Linked DNA regions of Mus musculus: region 1 is linked to region 2. Evidence: chromatin contacts called from public promoter capture Hi-C data. All regions are on one chromosome and are shown on one strand. Each heading gives the region's core, a stretch centred on a gene start, on an enhancer-like site or on the middle of the called end of the contact. The rest is flanking DNA. Distances are from core to core; before and after follow the strand shown. Region 1 overlaps Ncapg (non-SMC condensin I complex, subunit G). Region 2 holds the start of Cc2d2a (coiled-coil and C2 domain containing 2A).

Region 1 (4,412 bases), core at 148-2,647, 2.0 Mb before region 2:
AACCTTTACATGCAGCAATAGCTACCAATATTCAATCCTAATGAGATTTTAAAACAAATTAATTCCCCTCTTCTGCCTTTCTAACAGACCTTTATACATTATATCAATTTTTATTACTAACAGTTTGATATTTTTTATTCCAAAATAAAAACAAACAAACAAAAAAAACCTTCCAATAGAGCCCTGAGAATGCTTATTTAAAATTAAAAAAAAACAAAAAACCAAAAAAACAAAACCTTTTATAGAGCTGTGCATGGTGGCACATATCCTTAATGCCAGCACTCTGGGAACAGAGGTATTCAATAAGGTATTCAGAGGGTCTGAATTTGAGGCCAGCCTATTCTATAAAGCAAGGTCCAGGATAGCCAAGGCTACATAGAGAAACCTTGTCTCAAAATATCAAAAACAAATAATTTTTAAAAACCTTTATAAAGATTACAAGATTGAATCCATTTAGTAGTTATCTTCTTTTGATCATAGACCCTGTTGTATAACTTTTTAAAAAGCTAAACAATAAATAAAAAATATCTAAAAATTAAAAATTATACTTCAAAGTAACATATAAAATATAGGCAAACTTCAGGTTTTCTGCCCTTGAATCTGCTATCATTCAAATACTTTTAACTTTAAAAAAAAAAAAAGGCCAGATCCAACAACTGATTTAACCTAGGTAAGTTATTAGACTTTCATATCCCAAGTTAACAGTATTTATATGTAGGTATATAAGTGGGCCAGGGCTATGCCCAAGAAAGAAAAAGAAAGGGTTAGGAGAATAATAGGACACATGAAATCAAAACAGAACAGAGGCTTTAAGAGGTAAAATGGTATGCAGTGGGTGGGTTGGGACAAAAGAGTAAAAACAAACCAACAGTTTCTTCCCTGACTCATTCATAATGGAAATCTGCATTTTTACAGCGTAAGTTCTTGGAGCACACAGACATCCCACAGTCTTTCTCCTGTTAGACTGCATTTGGCTTATTTTCCTAGCCATATGTCCTCTTGTTCCTCAAACAGTAAAGTCCTACCCCTAAGACCTCTCTCCTCTATTCTCTTTCCTAAGAAACAAACTGTCTGAGCTGGAGAGATGACTCAGCAGTTAAGAGTAGTTATGCTCTTGCGAAGGACACGAGCTCAGTTCACATGAACATCTGTGTCAGGCATATGTGTCTGTGACCTATGATCCCAGTGTGGGTGACTCAATGCCCTCTTTGGGCTTCCATGAGTACCTACACACACACAGCAGACCTAAAAAAATAAAATCTTTGAAAGAAAGAAAGAGAAAAGACCGTATTCTTTCAAGTATTTATAAGGACTACTCTTTCTAACTTTCCTCTACGAGTCTGAATTAGAAAAATGTAATTCAAAGTAAGACTCAGGCCAGCATCACGGGCACAGCCACTGTGCCTCATCTCACTCCCATGGCTGCTGCTACTGTGCTCTGTCTATGCTTAGCTGGCATAACAGATACATCCGGCTTGTTTCCCCTTCAGGAAAACAAGCTCCAACAGCACAAATTCAGGTTGGTTCTCCTTGTCCTTTTCCTACTACATTTCTCCTAAGCCAAGAACAGTGATAGCACATAGTATGCACTCATATAAGCTACATGACTCTATGAAATAGACATTTTTATAAACTATCAAGATAAAAATTGAAGCCCTAAAGATTATCCACGATCATCAATTAGGCATCTGAACACACCTAGAATTTTAACGTATCCCCAGAGATGCAGAGCATGTCAAGAAATAGACACAGAGTCATAAAATAAATCCTACCTGTAAGAACAGCATAAAGTGTTTACTGGCAAAATCCCGATTCTGTAGTCCACAGCATCCCAAACACAAAACAGCCAAGTTTCTTACTATAGGATGAACACTTATTATTCCAGGAAGAATCTACAACAAAGTAAAAATTAAAATAATTTTAACCAAGGCAAGAAATTTACAATGCCATATTAAAATCATGGTCAAAATGATGATTTCCATATGATTTTGCAAGGGTATTTCATTTCTACACTATTAACAAAGTTTCCCCAGTTTGAACAAAAATGAAAGGGGTAACTATAAAGTTGAAAAATAGAACCTAGGCAGAGCAATTTTCCTTCCTATCAGTATGTAACACTCCAAAGGCTTCTCAATGCTGAGACATAATAAATACCTCAGCAGTCTCGCTGCAGACCATGCGTCACTTTGTTTTTAGCACTGCTCAGCTGTTCTGATTTTGATGCCTACTTTATCTTATATACTCAAAATATTACTATAGACTGTAAATAATAAAAATTAGTAGTGGGATAAATTTATATCCTCCCATCTTTAAAACTACACTTAGAGATGGGAGAATAGAAATAGAAATTCTAAAACTGCATGTATCGATGTAAGTTTTTAACACTTACACATTGTTTTAGTAACTACAGTTGTAAGTCTTATTCCCTCTTTTTCACATATTATCTTATAAATATCATAGCAGGACCGTTTTCCATGAATAGGTCAAACCTGCAATTATTAAGCTCACCCATGACCATATAAATCTTCATAACCAATATCAATAGCATAAGTAACTAATTTTTATACTTTAATTACATCATTTTTTCCACTTCCCTTTGCTCCCTTCAACCACTTTCATGTCCCCTCCCTCCCATGGCATGACCCTCTTACCCCCACTAAAGGCCTCATTTTTGTTATATTACACACATATAAGTGGATAATATATATAGTATCTATTTTTTAACAATATTTCCCTCACTTGAGCAGAAGATCCAGAATGGCTATCTGTAGTTTTGTATTTTATGTATACTTTATTTCAAGCATTTCCTAGATAATATGCATTCAATAAACAAGTGGCTTTTTAAAAATGTATTATTTCAATTATTCTTCATATTATGAAGTAGTCACTATGGATATACATAGTTCACTGTATTTATCTGATGTTTAAAATGGTAGTCTTTTAATTATTAATTTTTAAATTACTAATTAATATGAACATTATTATATAATAAGGTAGAGGAGTATAGGGTCTCAAAGGCCAGCAGTGTACCAAAGATTCAATGATCCCATTCATGGTTGCAGTGATTCCAGTTGAAGTGGACATCTGTTTCAACAATTCGTAACACAAAACAAGACACTTCTGTAATGTTTCCGCATCGTTCTAAAATAAAAGACATATCCATCGTTAGTAAGAATATCCCTTAAACAATTGCTCTCTTGAGACTTTTTCTGTGGCAGATTGTTACTCTTTGTTCCTTTGGGAACCTTATCCAACCATGAACTCTATTTTTCATTTTCAACTGAGCTGGCCCAGTTTTGTGTAACAGTTTCCTCCTAGGTTGAAATATTTCATTCTAAAAGGAAGCTTTAATCAGGATTGTTAAACAACTCAAAACAGATTGAAGAAGTATCTGAAATTGACCAGATTCACTAGGCCCCTCCCCTTGCCAAAGTAAGTAGCAAGAGCTGAAAAGACTTTCAAACAAGGCACCTGCAAAGAAGACTAACAACAGCTGCCTCTAAGAAGCAGAAACCAGTTGAGTTGCCTGTTAGAGGTTTAGACCAACTGAGGCACCTGGAACAAACTCTCTCCAACATGCTACCTGCAGACTAAAATGTGCTCCACGTTCTCAGCTTTATGAGCTGTCACCCTCACTGAGGTGGCTTTTGGTAATGTAGCTACCCTTTGAGTCACTCACTTCTGCTCCTATAAATAACCCTTCACTCATATTTCTGTAGGTAACCCCAATAAGAATCATTGGTTAACTAAGGTGGTCTTTGGTGTATCCACACTTCAGTCTATCATGGAATCACTATCTGGGGTGAGTAGATGTGTACATTGAGTCTCTCCAGGAAAAGTTTTGTTACATAATACCTAGTTATTTTCAAATTTTCAACTTCTAATCAATTAATATAACATACTTCTTCAATGTTTCACAGGCTCCTCAAACTCAACACATACAAAATGGAACTAACCCATTACTAAGCTTCTAACTCGTAAACTGTCGTCATATCCTGACCATCTAGTTTCATTTGCCCAAAGCAAAAAGAGGCCCAGGAAACTCTTGATTCTCTCTTCTTCCTATTACTAAACCTTAAAGAACTCTGACATACGTCACTTCTATTTGTATTCAGCATCACCTTGTTCACAATGCTATCATCTCAGGCCATATTTCTGAAACTCTATCTAGACATTTATCACTCTAATCTATTCTCCAAAAATCTTAACCCTGTATTACAGAGTACTCATCCTATTCTTTAAAATATCCTTGTATCCACCATCATCTCTGAATGAGGTAGATTCTTTAATATTGATTACCCACGGCCTTACATTTGTCTGGCCCATAACACTTTTTCCAATTTGCTGTCACCTCTCCAATTCTCTTTCCATGTAAACTGGAAGATTTAAAGCACAGCAAGCATCGTATTTTA
Region 2 (4,298 bases), core at 1,780-4,279:
TTGGCCATGGCCACTTGTTAATACATTCTTTGACAGTGTCAAAATAAAAGCCCTGGGTGTGTGGAGCTGGAGCTTGGCAGTCTCCCTGTGCACTCGCTCTGCTCACCCTGATACACCAGCTCTCAGTAGGATGAGTGTCAATTTAGACCCAAGCAAACCAAGATTTCCGAAATCATGTGAGGCCACAGGTTTGAAATCTCCCTCTCAGAGTCTGACCTTTGTGCTTTGTGGTTCCAAAGTTCTCTCTCCATGGCCCCACTTTAATTTTGTTAAAACAAGATTACCATCACTAGTCTATACTGTCCTTGCTGTGAAAATACAATGGAAAACCACAAACACTATAGCAATGTCCTAATTATATAGGTGACACAAGGCCAATAATCTATTTTACACAGGGCAGATAACCAACTAATTTTAAAGGAAAGTATCTACACTGTTTTCTGACCACATGAACTGTCTCTAAAGTCAGCCATTAAGAGTCATATCCAAGAATCCAGGGATGAACCTCCAAGATACAGAGAAGGACTGAGAGGAAATGGCTATACTATATAAAGTACTTCTTAATTGAGACTGCTCCGAAAGGATGGTGTATTAATTATACAAAGAAATTATGGCTTTAAAGAGTGAGGTCTTTGGGAAAAAAAACATAGTCCTAGGTTCAAAATCCCCATTTTCTCACCAGTGTGTGATCTTGAAACAACACAGCCAATTCTATAAATTCATAATCAAATGTCCCACCTTAGGTGATCATCATTTCTTATGGGTAACCCATTCTTATGATGGACTCTGTACTGAAATGATTGTAATAAAGTGACTGTCACAGACCAGGCTCTCTGTGTTGGTAGGGTTTATGGTTTTATTATTATGGATGTTGCCAGAGTTTGGGTTAGAACAGTTGGCAACTCTAACAAGATAGGTTTGGCCACCAGTGCCCCAGTAGGGCAATGAAAGAGAAAAATAATGGACAAATCAGAGACAACATGATGACTTTGGGAAGTGGAACAGAGGTGCCCAGTAATGTCACAGTCAGTCTTCCAGGGTCCTGATATGAAATTTGGGTCTGAATAAAAGGTACCAGGAGGGATACATAGCTAAGCAATTTTGGTCAGTGTGGTCCTTTCCATCACTGACATGGCATTGTCTCTGTCCCTGTACCTTCTGCAAGGTGATTGACAAGCTGTCAGAACTGTCTTTTGGAGACAAGTCCTCCCTTGTGCTGGTACGAGCAGCCCATCTTTTCCTTCTCCCAGCGCTCAATACTGAGAAAATACAGCTCTGAGAGTCCATTGTTTTAATGGCTTAGAGTCCATTGTTTTAATGGTCCGATAGCTGAAGGAGATACACAAATGTGTCTTTAGAGTATCTTTTTACCAACCAGGATGGTCAGATGAAGAGGTCATGGTTGCGAGGGGAGGTGGGAGGAAGGGATGGAGAGGGGAAACAGAGGTTCAGAGATGGAAGAGAACCATAAGAAAACCTTAGGGTGTTGAGTGCTATCCCTTTACTCTCTTTAGTTTTTGTCACCCATCCCTGACAGCCATACACAAGTCTCTTCTCCCCTTCCTCCAGCCAGGACCAGGACACTTGTTTTCCCTCGTCTGTTTAAAATGTTGCTGGAACCTCCTCCCCTCCACGCATGCTCACTTTCTCTCTTCAGAGACGAGGCTTTTCCTTTCGAGTGGGAGGGCCCGCTCAAAGTTGTGAACTCTCAGGAGCCATCCTGTGCCTTTTTAATGATTAATTATGTAGCAGCAAGTTACTCTAGCCCCAGCTTCTAGGGTACCAGGTGAGTGACACAGCTGTGTGTGGTCATTTAATCAGATGGACGGGACACCTTTCACTTGATGAGGCCAGGTCAGCACCCAGGCTCTGCTCATGGGATTGCTCAGCTGCACAGGGGGTGCTGGAAGCACCTCTATGGCAGGAGTCCCGCTGTGGGCCAAGCTCTTTAGACCTTTTTACAAGTCTGTTTTGTCACTGATCTCATTATCTGTTTCTACATCTGCTTCCCCAGCAAAGTCTCACCACTGGACCTGGTCTAAGTTGGTTTTGTACACTGTAAACTTGAGTTCTTCATCTGCTGCATCATTGATGCTCACTAAAAACTTGAATAAATGACTCTGTAAGTGAACTCTAGGCCAACTATCTATATACAGATTGATCTATGTTTATATATGTGCATATCTCTCTATCTCTATGTATACATATATGCACATATTTTCTCTATCCATATACAGTTCCCCTCTATACAAAGCATGCTGTCGTTACACTTATTTGCAGAAATGTTATATAAAATGCAATAGCAGACATGTATTTCTCATTAGATTTTATTAGCATTTCATAGCACCTAGCATTTCATAGCACCTAAAATGAAAACAGCTGAGCTGATGGCCAGTAGACTTCTGAAAGCTTGGCAGACCTCAGCCCTGCGGTTCAGAGCTCTTTGTCCAATAACAAGAAAAGTGGAGCTCGCCACACGGAGAGTACTCCCTCCGGCCCGCCCTCCCCTTCCCCGGAGCAGTTTAAACTAAAGGCCCGAAAGCAACACGCAGCTAGTGCTTAGCAGCACACTGACCAGAGAGGCTCTCTGTGAACCGGTTTGCTTTTCCCCTGCAAGCCAGACAGCAGCTGAAATCAGAGCTGTCCCTGCAGTGCCCCCACTTTGCATTGAGAGAGTGAAACTGCAAGCAAGATGAAGGGTCTCTAATGTTAGCAAGATGAGAGTCCCTAACGTTACAAAGCATTCATTCCACTCTCACTGCACCAGGGAGGGGCTGGTTTCTCTGCCGGAACGGAAAGGAGAGGAAAGCAGGACACTGCAGCCTGTCTCTGTTAAAGACTGATTTACCTTCGTCCACTCTACAAAACGAAGTTTGCAGATTCCACTTGCTGGGCTGAAGGGATGAGATGAGAGACCAGTTGTGTCAAGCCAGAGAACCTTTTAGAAATGAGCGAAAGGGTGGGCTGGGGTAAGAGAGGTTACTCCCTGGGAAGCTGCAGCCATATCTCAGGGTTTAAAAAAAAACACCAGCTTAGCAACCAGTTCCCAGGGAAGGTCACTAGGCGGCCGCTTTTTTTTTTTAAAGTGGCAGTTTACTTTTAAGACTTGGAATATGAGCTTGCTGGGCAAGCAGTGGAAAAATAACGTGCTGAAGAGAGACAAAGGGAAAGCAACTGGGCAGCCTAGCAGAGAGGACTCAGGCTCTCAGCAGGGTGTCCTGCCTTATGTCTCTGGGTTGCATGGCCTGTTGGGTCAAGGACAGAAGGTGTTGATAAGTAGAGTGGTTTAGAATCAGGAGGGGCCATGTTGTGTGGAGCTGCCTAGTAAGCAGTAGCAAAGACTATGTGGCCGGGCATCAGAGCTATCAGAGCTCCAGCGTGTGTTGCATTAGGGATGTTGGCTGGCTGTGCACAGAAGCTGGACCGCACACGCCTAACCTCTGTTTCTTCAACTCTTCACTACAAATGACCCAGCGGCCCAGCAGGGATACAGACAAGATGGCTCAAAAAAAAAAAAAAAAAAAAAAAAAAAGGCAAGAAACCAGGAGAAAAGGCCAAGTAGTGAGAACAGTAGTAAGCAGACTCAGACTCTACAGGCCAAAGACAACCACAGATCAAGGAACTCCACAGACCGCGGCCTCCTAACCCCAAGTGTTGTTCCTCAGAAGCCTGCCATTTTGTTTCTTAGACAAGACCTCTGACTGGAAGCTGGCATTTGGTGATTAGGCTAGGCTGCCTGCCTAACTCCAGATCCCTGCTTGTCTTAGCTTGTCTGGTGCTGATAGAACAAACGTGGGCCACCATGCTGAGTGTTAGCCACCTTCAAAGCCAGGTCCTCATGCTTGTGTGATGAAAAGCCCTTTACTAATAGAACTATCTCCCAGCCCCTATTTTCTGTATCCCTAAAGCTCTGGCATTCACTGCATGGGTCTTAGATAGATCTCTGAAGCTAACTAATTCCTAGAGACAATAAATGACTCCAAGGAAATGCATATATTCTCTTTGATACGTACTAACTGACCCCAAGCTGGCATCTCCATCTACTGCAATCACCAAGAAGTACCCCTCTGCTCTAAGTCACTCTGGAGGCAGGTGCTTAGGGAGCATGTCTATGATCCAGAATATTCTGAAACAAGTCAAATTATTTAATTCTAAACCCACCAGCACACTTACCATGCCACAACCTTCCTTCCAGGGAAAACCCCAGTAAAGGGTCTCTTTTGGAGCCTGATGTTTGGAGAATGCTGTTTTTGGAGACTGCTGCTGATTGTGTTTGGTTGATTGGTCTGTCTTTGTAT

The links. Promoter capture Hi-C pulls out the DNA fragments that hold promoters and counts their contacts.
Region 1: a contact with region 2 is called in a promoter capture Hi-C map of embryonic stem cells, with 4 times the contacts expected there. The contact joins the enhancer-like site here to the promoter of Cc2d2a in region 2. A contact is called at or near these places in 2 of 39 promoter capture datasets (the 3T3-L1 cell line and embryonic stem cells) and 1 of 115 datasets of contacts at active chromatin or transcription factors (astrocytes).

What each region holds. Positions count from the first base shown.
Region 1 is chr5:45,686,041-45,690,452 of GRCm38.p6, reverse strand. Ncapg (non-SMC condensin I complex, subunit G) reads right to left here. Exons shown (of 21, transcript NM_019438.1): 12 at 3,031-3,141; 13 at 1,773-1,892. Among named protein-coding and RNA genes, the nearest start is that of Ncapg, 18 kb to the right of the region's middle. Within about 2 kb of position 1,397, at least 33 of the 459 cell types and tissues checked have an H3K27ac peak or open chromatin away from gene starts, as enhancers often do.
Region 2 is chr5:43,661,110-43,665,407 of GRCm38.p6, reverse strand. It overlaps Cc2d2a (coiled-coil and C2 domain containing 2A), which reads right to left and starts at 3,029. Exons shown (of 38, transcript NM_001359906.1): 1 at 2,849-3,029.